2 separate regions of the Sus scrofa genome follow, and region 2 is linked to region 1. Evidence: chromatin contacts called from public Hi-C data. All regions are on one chromosome and are shown on one strand. Each heading gives the region's core, a stretch centred on a gene start, on an enhancer-like site or on the middle of the called end of the contact. The rest is flanking DNA. Distances are from core to core; before and after follow the strand shown.

Evidence for each region. A called contact is a pair of places that touch in the nucleus more often than the background predicts.
Region 2: a contact with region 1 is called in a Hi-C map of alveolar macrophages, with 2.6 times the contacts expected there. The contact joins the promoter of APLP1 here to the promoter of LRFN3 in region 1. A contact is called at or near these places in 1 of 5 promoter capture datasets (liver), 33 of 47 Hi-C or Micro-C datasets (adipose tissue, alveolar macrophages, blood and 17 more) and 1 of 2 datasets of contacts at active chromatin or transcription factors (alveolar macrophages).

Annotation. Positions count from the first base shown.
Region 1 is chr6:45,340,021-45,345,323 of Sscrofa11.1, reverse strand. It overlaps LRFN3 (leucine-rich repeat and fibronectin type-III domain-containing protein 3), which reads right to left and starts at 1,478. Exons shown (of 4, transcript XM_003481830.4): 1 at 407-1,478.
Region 2 is chr6:45,282,816-45,288,171 of Sscrofa11.1, reverse strand. APLP1 (amyloid-like protein 1) reads right to left here and starts at 2,474. Exons shown (of 17, transcript XM_021097132.1): 1 at 2,188-2,474; 2 at 1,153-1,296. The coding sequence starts at 2,316. KIRREL2 (kin of IRRE-like protein 2) reads right to left here. Exons shown (of 15, transcript XM_013998358.2): 15 at 4,076-5,064. The coding sequence ends at 4,729.

The DNA of each region.
Region 1 (5,303 bases), core at 229-2,728:
AGAAGAGGGGTGGACAGAAGCATCAAAGAAGATCAGAGAGAGGAAAAGTGAATGGAGATGTGGTCAGTGAGAGGAGAGGTGGTGGAAGGTGGACGGGAGAGGCAGCTGGAGATACTCAAATAAGACAGAGGGCAGGAAGAAGCTGGAGAGCCAGGGTGGGGAGGTCACAGACCTGGAGATGCCATCCCCTGGGGATGAGGAGGGCAGGGAGGGGCAGGGCTGGCCAAATGTCCGGAGTGTTCGAGGCAGAGCAGGAGTTGGAGGCAGACCCTTGTGAGTGGATACACCTGCCTCCTGCAGAAACTCCAAAGGGTGCCCAGGGAGACCTGGTCCTCCTCACCTCCACCCCCAGCCACAAAGTTCCTCCCAAGTCCCTCCCCTCCAGAGGGTCTCTCAGTAGCCTTACCTGAGCTGGAAGCTGCCCCAGGGAGCAAAGTCCTCAAGCTCCAAGGGGGTCAGGGGTCAGGGCTCTGGAGGGGGTGCCTGGTCATGCCTTCCTTGTCCCCAAGGCCTCTGTAGAGGGACTATCTGTTGGTGTCTCAGCTCAGACTTGTGGCCACAGTGTCTGCAGACCTTAACGCTTTGAGTCCTAGATCTCCAAATATTGGGCCTCTAAGGGTCCAACCCAGTTTGGGTTGCTCAGTCAGGGTCTCCCAGCTCTGGTCTTGAGAGGCTAAACAGTCATATGCAGAGTTTAAGGTCTGAGTCGCAGGCCCAGTCTTGGAATCTGATACTGGGGTGCTCAGTTGATATTGGGGTGCTGAGTCAAGATTTGCCCCAAATCTCAGCATTCAGGTTTGCAGCAAGGACTTCAGGCCCAAACTCAGCTTTAGGCCCTGTGGAATGCCAGGGTTCAGATCTTGGAATCTGAGGCCTAAATCTCAGGGTTCAGGTTCTAAATAGTGGGTTCCAGGGTATAAGCATGAGAATCCAGTCCCAGATTTCAAGGTCCCAGGCACAGAACTCAGAGTTCAGCTCCAGATTTGGGGTTTGAGATGCCAGATCTTGAGGTTCAAGCTCCAAATCTTGGGGTCCATATTCCAATTCTTGGGGTTCAGGTTCCAAATCAGCCCCAGAGACTGATGCTGGGATTTCAGCCCCAGATATTGATGTTCAGGCTCCAGGTGTTGGGGTTTCAGCCCCAAATCAGGCTCCCAGGCTCGGGTTTCCAGATCTCCGGATCCAATCTCGGGGTGCAGGCCCCCGATTTCACGATGCAGGCCCTGGATCTGAGGCGGCGGCGTCCTGACTTGCTTCCTGGGCTGCAGCGGGGGCTGGCCCAGAGGCAGGGGGGCGGCTGCGGTGGGTGGGGGGGCGGCCAGGCAGCCCCGGGGGCCGGGGTGGGGCGAGGCCCGGCGCAGACAGACGGACAGACGGAGACACGCGGTGTAGGGGCACCGCAGCAGAGGCGGGGGCGCAGGGGGGAGGGGCCGCGCTCAGAGACCCCTCCCCCGCCAGGGCCGGGGCGGGGGCCGGGCGGGGGCCGGGCAGGCGGGCCGGGTCCGGGCGCTCCCGCGGCCTCCTCGCCGGGAACCCAGGGCCGTGCGCGCACCCGCGCTTAAAGGCGCAGGCCCCGCGCGCGCCCGCACTTAAAGGTGTAGGCAGGTCCCCGCTCTCAAAGGCGCGCCCCTGGCCCCACCTCTTATGGAGTCGTCCTAGCTTTGCTTGGGAGACAGAACCCTTGGATAAAGAGAGAGTCAGAGAGATACAGAGACTGAGAGAGACAGACAGACAGAGATAAAGACAGAGACAAAAAATAGGCAGGCTTAGATTGAGGGACAGAGAGTAGAATGAGAGAGGCAGATAGAGAAATAGAAAGATATATTCAAGGAGAGATGGAAATACAAAGACAGGGAGTGACCCGGAACGAAAAAGAGAGACAAGAGACAGTACAAGTTAGAGACAGACAAAGAGACGTAGAAGAAGTCAAAGAGACAAAGTCGCGGGGAGAGAGAGACAGAGACAGACTGAGCTGGGGCACATGTGTGTACATGTGTACCCAGTTCTCAATCACAGCCTTGAATGTGGTTCTCCATCCCAGAGGCACCCCCTCCCGGTCTGTCTCCTTCTGTGCCTCTGTCTCAGCACCACCTCCCAGGATGCCCTTCCCACAGATGGAGTTTCCTTATTGGACCTTGCCCATCATCAAGGCTGATCTTGCAGCCAGAGCAGAGCCTTTGCTCCTTCCCAAGTCTCCTTGCTCTGGCTGCAAGGGGAAAACTTGCCTCCAAGACTTTGTGCCCTCTGGAATTAGAGTTATACCTCAAGGCACACTGGCCAGATAACCCATGGAGAAGAAGATAAGAATTGGGGCAGAGGAGTTCCTGTTGTGGCTCAGGGGTAACAAACCCGACTAGTATCCATGAAGATGTGGGTTCGATCCCTGGCCCTGCTCATTGGGTTAAGGATCTGGTGTTGCTGTGAGCTGCAGTGAGCTACAGTGTATGTTGCTGACGCGGCTCAGGTTTGCTGTTGTTTGGCTGTGGTGTAGGCCGGCAGCTGCAGCTCTGATTTGACCCCTAGCCTGGGTCACTTCCATATGCCGTGGGCGTGGTCCTAAAAAGACAAAAAAAAAAAAAAAAAAAAATTGGACAGAGACAGGGGGCTGACCGAGTTGACCCCGAAAAGTATGTCCACAGCCTTCCCCTCTTCCTAGCTCAGGTCTACTATCCCACAGAGTAGCCTATTAGAATTGTACTAACACATGACTCACCAGGAGTGGTGTCTGCCTGTGCTGATGCTTGGAGGATAGTGGAGGGGAGGATGAGGGAGGGGGCCCCACATGTTTCCTGGCAGATGGTGTGGCAGGAAGAGGGATGTGAGCTATGGTCTACAAGCCTGGCCTTGGAACTTGGTTATAGCACTATGGGGAACATAGTCTTTTGGGAGCCCTGGTCTGGAGGGGACACAGCTTTGGCTTGTGGTCATGACCCTGGGGGAACCTGATCACAATCCACCCCCCGGGAACCCTCATCTGAGTGGAGGAGTAAAGCAATCTTGTTGCGGGCGGAGGCAGGAGTACACATCCACCCTGGCATCTCAAGCTCCCCGGAAGGTTTCAGAACAGACTTTTGGCTCCTTGCACTTATGCGTATTGAAAACTTGTAGCTAAAATTAACTCCGCTCTCGGGCCCGCCTCTCCTGATCATTAGTAAAGTTCATCAGTGCTCCCGGCCTGGCACAGCAGATACTGGTTTCTCAGACACTCAGAAAAAGGACGAGAAGTTTCAGAGATGCTACAGATGTGGGGCGGGGGGAGATAGAGAAAAAAACCTGGAGTCGATTCCAAACAGACTGGAATTGGAATTCAGTGGAAATGGCTGCTTTGAGACTGGACCCAGGAAATGGGAGGTGGGGGTGGGGTGGGGGAGAGTGAGGCAGAGGAGGAACCCAATTAATAGAAGGGACAGATGGGGAGCAGGTTACCTCTCTGGGCAACTGGGACTCAGTTCTGCTGGGGAACATTTAGGAAGCTTGTAGGACACATCAGAAGTGTCATTCCGTCTATTCCTCCTCTGCTGCAAAGTTCAGAGAGGCTTGGGAATTTATCCACCAAATCTCACCCCCTTTGGTAATGCTCGTCCCTTTGGTGAGAGGGGGCGGTACTGATGCTGCGAGCTGAAGCAGAAAAGCAGAGAGGGATGCTTTGCATGAGCTAGACCTGGATCCTCATGCTGTAGCTGCATCGGGATCACCTGGAGGACTTGGGTTTTTTTCTCTTTTTTTGTTTTAGTACCACATCTGCAGCATGTGGAAGTTCCCAGTTTAGGGGTTGAATCAGAGCTGCAGCTGCCAGGCTACGCCACAGCAACAGCAACGTGGGATCTAAGCCTTGTCTGTAATCTACACACAGCTCATGACAATGCCAGATCCTTAACCCACTGAGCGTGGCCAGGGATCGAAACTGCATCCTCATGGATGTCAGGTTCATTACTGCTGAGTCGCAATGGGAACTCTGAGGACTTGTTAACCATCGCTCTCCAGGCCCCAGTCCCAGGATTTCTGACTTGCATGCCTACCTTCCGAGGTGATGGTAATGCTGCTGGCCCAGGGACCACACTTTGAGAGCTACCGGGCTAAACCAGGAACATCGGCAGTGTGTGTGGAACTTTCTAGCACAGCTACAGCGAAACCTGGTGGCTTGAGGGGCTGTAGCACCCCAAGAGTGTGCCAAAGAAACCAACATGTTTAGAGACATAAAGAGGGATTTGGCAACCGAGAGAGGCAGAGGCAAAGATGCTAGTTCAACATTCACTTTGGATTTCTGGGCATGGCTGTGTGCTGGATGACACTGCAGTAAAAGTGTGACCAAGGAAGTTCCCCTGTGGCACAGTGGGTTAAGGATCTGGATTGCCGCTGCTGCGGAGCAGGTCACAACTGCAGCACGGGGGAGTTCCTGTTGTGGCTCAGCGGAAAGGAATCTGACCAGTATCCATGAGGATGTGGGTTTGATCCCTGGCCTCGTTCAGTGGGTCAGGGATCTGGCATTGCTGTGAGCTGTGGTGTAGATCACAGATGCAGCTTGGATCTGGCTTTGCTGGGGCTGTGGTATAGGCCGGCAGCAGCAGCTCCGACTTGACCCCTAGGCTGGGCATTTCCATATGCCACGGGCGCAGACCTAAAAAGCAAAAGCAAAAAAACAAAACAAACACAAGCAACTGCAGCTCTGTAGCTTGGGTTTATCCCTGGCCTGGGAACTTCCGTGTGACGTGGATGTAGCCAAAAAAAAAAAAAAAAAAAGACCAAGACAGCATCAAGTCCTGCTTCACTGGGCTCACATTCCTAAAGGAAAAAGACACATCTCTAGACATCCCAGGTGCTTGGGGCTGGGATGGCAGAAGCTTGGGCCAAACCATTGGGACTGTCAGGACAGAAGCCCAGACCATAGGGTCAGGGTGCGGTAGGGGAAGCACAGGGCCAGATAATAAGGGCTTTGATGACAAAGCACAGAGCAGAACGGGGTCAGGGCTGTGTGGGGCCCCAGAGGCAGAGTCCAACCCTTCTGCTCCCTCCCTCTGGAGTCAGGAGAGCTTCCTGGAGGAGGTGATCTTTATACTGAGACATGAAGGATAAGTATGAATGAAGCCAGTGGGCAAAGGGACCTCTATGCTGTTTGTGCGCCCTCATGCCATAGCTTGTACAATCTGAGGGGTGGGGGTTCCTGCTGTGCCCGAATAGTACTGTGTGTGTGTCTGCATGAGCTATAATCGCCCATTAGCTCCTGGAAGGGGATCCTGGTGGGACGGTTGTTTGGGAACTCCGCTTAATTGCTGCATTGACTTAATTGCAACATCTGGAGAAGG
Region 2 (5,356 bases), core at 1,225-3,724, 58 kb after region 1:
TTAAGCCCCTGGGCGGCGTCTCCAGGAGATCCCTCTTAAAAGCCACGCCCTCCCTAGGCCCCGCCCCTTTGTCATTCCAGTTTCTTCCTTCCTTTCTTCCTTTTTCTTTCTTTCTGTTTTGTCTTTTTAGGGCTGCGCCCGTGGGATACGGAGCTTCCCAGGCCTATGCACAGCCACAGCAACGCCAGATTCGAGCCTCCTCTATGACTTACACCGCAGCTCACGGCAACGCTGGATCCTTAGTCCGTGGAGTGAGGCCAGGGATCGAACCTGCGTCCTCATGGATATTAGTCAGACTCGTTACTGCTGAGCCATGATGATGGGAACGCCTCTTTCTTTCTTTTTTTAAAAAAATTTTATGGCCACACCCGTGGCATTTGTAAATTCCCAGGCCAGGGATTGAATCCAACAGCTGTGATCTGTGCCACAGCTCTGGCAACGTGGAATCCTTTAACCCACTGCACCAGCCTGGGGTGGAACCCGCACCTCCGCAGAAACCCAAGCCGCTACAGTTGGATTCTTAACCCACTGCACCACAGCGGGAACTCCTGTCCAGTTTCTTTAAGAAGGTCCCTCCGCTGCCCCCAAACTCAGTCCCTCTATGCCCACTTCTCTTCTAGTCGCCTCTGCGCCCTCCCTCAATCAGGTTCATCTCTCTATAGATCCACCTCTTTAAGCCTTGCCTCTCTCTGGCCTCTCAGTAAGTATCCCTTCTCTTTGTGTTAGACCTGTCTTTTCATAGCCACGCCTCCTAGCTTTCCACTCTCCCATTTGGTCTCCACCCCATTCCCTGATGCCCAGGTCCTTGAGGTCTTTTAGTCTTAGCCCTGCCTCTTCCGTGGCCACGCCCCCCTATACCCTGGCTCTCTAAGGAGTCCACCCTGTATTCTAAACTCTGGTCTCTTCACTGGACACTTTTCTTAGCTGGTTGTCTTCACACAGTTCTTCCCCTTTCCTGACCTACTTTCTCAAAAATAGGTCCTGTCCTCACTTCGCCTCTTTGCCAGCCAAATCCCCTAGCTTCGAATGCCTTCTTGGATCCTTTGTTTTCCTGGACCTTGTCTTTGCTCGACTAGCTTCTTGTGGGCAATCGGGCCCCAAGGTAGACCTGCTTCCCTGCGGGCCACGCCCCTCTCAGTAGGTCCCGCCTACCTGTCTGCAGTACTCCAGCACGCGCTGCGGGTCCCGGAGACAGCGTCGCGAGAGCTGTGGGTCTGGTTCCCAGCGGCCGGTGCGCAGGTCCCGGTGAAGGGTTGGGCGCCCGCATAGTCCAGCCACCTGGGCCGACCCTGGAGCCTGAGGGTGGTGGCGGAGGGGTCAGCGAAGCCACGGAGGACACTGGCATGCGGTGTCTCCTGGTCTTTTGCTCCCTACCACAAGGTTGTTCAGACCCCAAGCACCAGCCCCCTCCACCAAGCACCTCGCACCCTCCTCCGTAGAGGTTCGGTTCCCCGGGAAACAGCTCCCACAGGGCGGGGGCGCACCGACTCCGCCGTTGCTACGGCGACCCGGGTCCCCTGGGATTCTCCCGGCCTTGTTGCCTCGGAGACAGGCTCCGCCCTCACCCCAGCGCAGCCGCACAAGAGCCTGAAGGGGTTAAACTTGAATGGCGGGGGAGGAGGCCAGAACCCAGGCGTTCTGGCCTCTCCTCCCTCCATCCTTAGCTCAGGCTCCCATTCTTGGGTGCAAAGACCACAAGGCCTGGCTTCAGAGCCCTGCAGGCCTGGACACCAAGTCCTTGAGGGATGGAGAGCTACATCCTGGGTTAGGGGGCGGTGGCTGGAGGCCTAGACTCCTGAGTACTGGGAAGATTGTGGGAGCCCTCGTATGGGTCTAGAGGATGCAAGGGGCCAATTCTTGGCTCTAGGTGCCTTGCTGCCTGGTGGGTCCTGTTCAGGTGGAAGGGGCTGGGGCTGAGTCACCTTGGTCGAGAGGGTCTGATAGGGCTGGACTTCTGGGACCAGGGGCTCCTATGCTGTGGCTAGGAGAGGGCTGGGACCACAGATGATGAGGGAGATAAGAGCCTGAACTGCTGGGTTTCCGAATGCCTTGGTGCCGTTAGGGGCCCCAGGGGGCCGGCTGCCTGGCTGGAAAGACTGCGCTTTCTGTTCTGGACCTGTCTGCGTCGGAGTCTAGAGGCCCAGTCCCGCCCCTTCCCCCATCCCCTAGGACCCCGCCGGGCCTCACCTCTGCTGCGCTGGGGCTTCCACCGGCCAGGCTCCCGACGGCGAGCTGCGCGCGCAAAAGCAGCAGCAATAGTGGCAGCAACAAGGGCAGCGGGCCCAGACCGCGAGCGGCGGGGCTGGCGGGCCCCATGTCCCGGCCCTCGCGCCCTCACGTCCCCTGCACTCCCGCCCGGCCCAGCCAGGCCCCAGCGGTGACAGGAGCTCCCAGCGCCACGGCCGCCGCCTCCTCCTCCCGCCGCCCCCGGGCTGCGCCGGCGCCGCCAGCCCCGCCCCGCGCCGGCCCCGCCTTCCTTGTGAGGACAATAGCGTGGCAGCTCTGCGCAGAGAGGAGCCGCTCGGAAGCCCAGGGTGGAAGCCTGGGCCCCGCCTCCGCCCCCTTGAGAGTCCAGGCATCCCACCTCATGTAAGGGCCTAGCCAGGAGTGTGGATCGCCGGCTTTGTAGTTGTGGATTTTGAGTTTTCCCTCAAGACCTTCACCCTCAGTTTTCTTCTCCCTCGGCTCCATTTTCCTTCTCTTCCAGGGATCCCAGCATTGAAAACCTGCGTCCCTACCTCCAAATCCTCCCTTCAGATCCCAGGAGTACAAGCCTCCAAAATTCCCCCAATCAAGAACACAGTAGTTGATGGGAGTTCCTGCTGTGGCGCAGTGGTAATGAATCCGACTAGTATCCATGAGAATTCGGGTTCAATCCCTGGCCTTACTCAGTGGGTTGAGGATCAGGCATTGCCGCGAGCTGCGGTGTAGGTCACGGACGCAGCTCGGATCCCGCACTGCTGTGGCTGTGGTGTAAGAAAGCAGCCGCAGCTCTTATTTGACCATTAGCATGGGAACTTGTATATGCTGTGGGCGCGGCCCTAAGGAAGCAACAAACAAACGCAGCAGTTAAGACCCAGTCTCCTACTCTCTCAGAATCCAGGGCTCTGGGTCCCAGATATCTTCTCTCTCAGCCCAGAGACCAAGCCCTCAGCCCTTTCTCCTTAAGACCCAAAAGCCCAGGCCTTCTGCTCTGCTTCCCAGGAGCCCCAGGCATCTAGACCTTTAATTCCAACATCAAGGATACATGAACCAAAGCCCCCAGGCCCTTTCCTAAAGGATGAGCTGAGTCAGATACCCTGCACCTCAGGATAAGGGCATAGACTCCCCATCTTTGCTCTGTAGATCAGGGCATTTCTTTCTTTTCCCCCCCCCCCTTTTTTTACTTTATTTTTTTTATTACTCAAATGAATTTATCACATCTGTAGTTGTATAATGATCATAACAATCTGATTTCACAGGATTTCCATCCCACAGCCCAAGCACCCCCCCCCCATTTTAAGGCCACACCTGCGGCATATGGAATTTCCCGGGTTAAGGGTTGAATTGGAGCTCCAGCTGCCAGCCTATGCCATAGCCATACCAATGCCAGATCTGAGCTTCATCTGTGACCTGCGCCGAAGCTCACAACAACGCTGAATCCTTAACCCACTGAGGGAGACCAGGGTTGGAACACACATCCTCATGCATACTAGTTGGGTTCATTACCACTGAGCCACAGTGGGAACCTCCTAGATCAGGGCATTTCTATTTTCCCACCCTTAGCCTCTTCTTCACTGCCTCTCCTTCAGGACTCACTGTTTTGTCTCCTCAAAATACAGGGTAGACTTCTGTCTTCCCTGAGCTGCTTAGGGGAGCCCTGTCCTATGTGTGCATCTGTGTGTGTATGCTTGTGTAGATGTATATTAAAAGAGCCTAGAGTGCTCAGTGGGTAGCAAAGGGCTAGGGAGGTGGCTCATGTTTTTTTTCTATCACCACTTCATAGCCTGGGGTAGAAGAAGAGACTTGGTACAGGTTTGATGGGCCCCTTCCTTGATGGACAGTAATAATGCCAGGAGAATCTCTAAGATATTTGCTTCTCAACTTTCTTTTAATTAAACATAAATATTCTCATTCCTGGATTCCAATCCTCCCCCAACCAACCAACCAACCAACCAAACAAACCCAACTCTCACCCTATCCTTATTCCTTGGGTCCAGTTCTTCCAGGGCCTTTAAGGAAGGTAGAAAGAATCAAGATGGTGGCCATCTGGGGTTCCCAAGGAGTGGATGGCCATTTTGGCTGCAATTCCATGAACGAAGCAAAGTGCCCTTCAGGGACAGCTGGAACAGTACCTCCATCTTAATCTGCCTTATGTTGCCTTTCTTCTCAATACAAGTGGCCATCTTGAAATATTTTCCTTCAGTGTTTAGAAACAACTTCCTTCTTTGCCCCTAATTCCCATTACCCCCAACCCCCCTTCCCTCTGCAAAGGGCCCATTTGCCCCCGGAATCTCTTTTACATAGTGGGGAATAGGTAGGCACAGAGGCCATCTTGCTCCCACTTGGGGTATCCCCTTTGGCTGAACTGACTGTGTATCAATGACACAGACAATTATAACGATCTTTCCCTCCATTCAATGTTCAGTTTTCGAAGAGCAAGGTCGCCAATTTGTTCTGGCTCCTCAGTAATCAGAACAATCCATTATGGCAAGTTGAAGATCCCAGGACTCTTCAGTTGGAGTGATGTCACACATGAGTCTGGAGACGCGGATGGCTGGGTGTGGGGAAGGCAGCATATGGGAAGGGGGGAGTGCTAGGGCCCAGATCTGGGGGTCCAAAGGATGTGGGTTTGATGTAGCTGGTAAAAGCTCGAGGATGGGGAGTGGTGAGATAACCTGCCCGGGCTCTGTATAGTCTGCAAGGGGGTACCATGCCCAGATGTGGGTTGAAGTCATAGAAGGCAGGTGTCCCTGGAGGCCCAAGGGGGGAGGATGGTGGTGGGAAAAGGCCTCCTCCAGGGGCTTCTCCAAGGCTCAGGCTCACACTGACTCCTCGGACCTTGTAGTAACCATTGGTTGGGTCCTGAGGGGACAAAATGGGACTTGGTAAGTTATGTGAGGCTATAGATGGGTGAGGGCCACCGATGGAGAGACACACTGAGATAGAGCCAGACCTAGGGAGAGACCCAGAAACAGGAGTAGACAGGGACTCAGAGACATATAAACTGGTAGAAGGACAAAGTGAGACAGGAAGAACAGCAACAAGAGACAAAGGGGCAGAAGGAGATGGGCAGAGAAAGGCAGAGACAGAGGAATACAGACCTGCTGAGGGGCAGCTGTGTGGAAGGAGATCAGAGGGAACGAGAGAGAAAAAT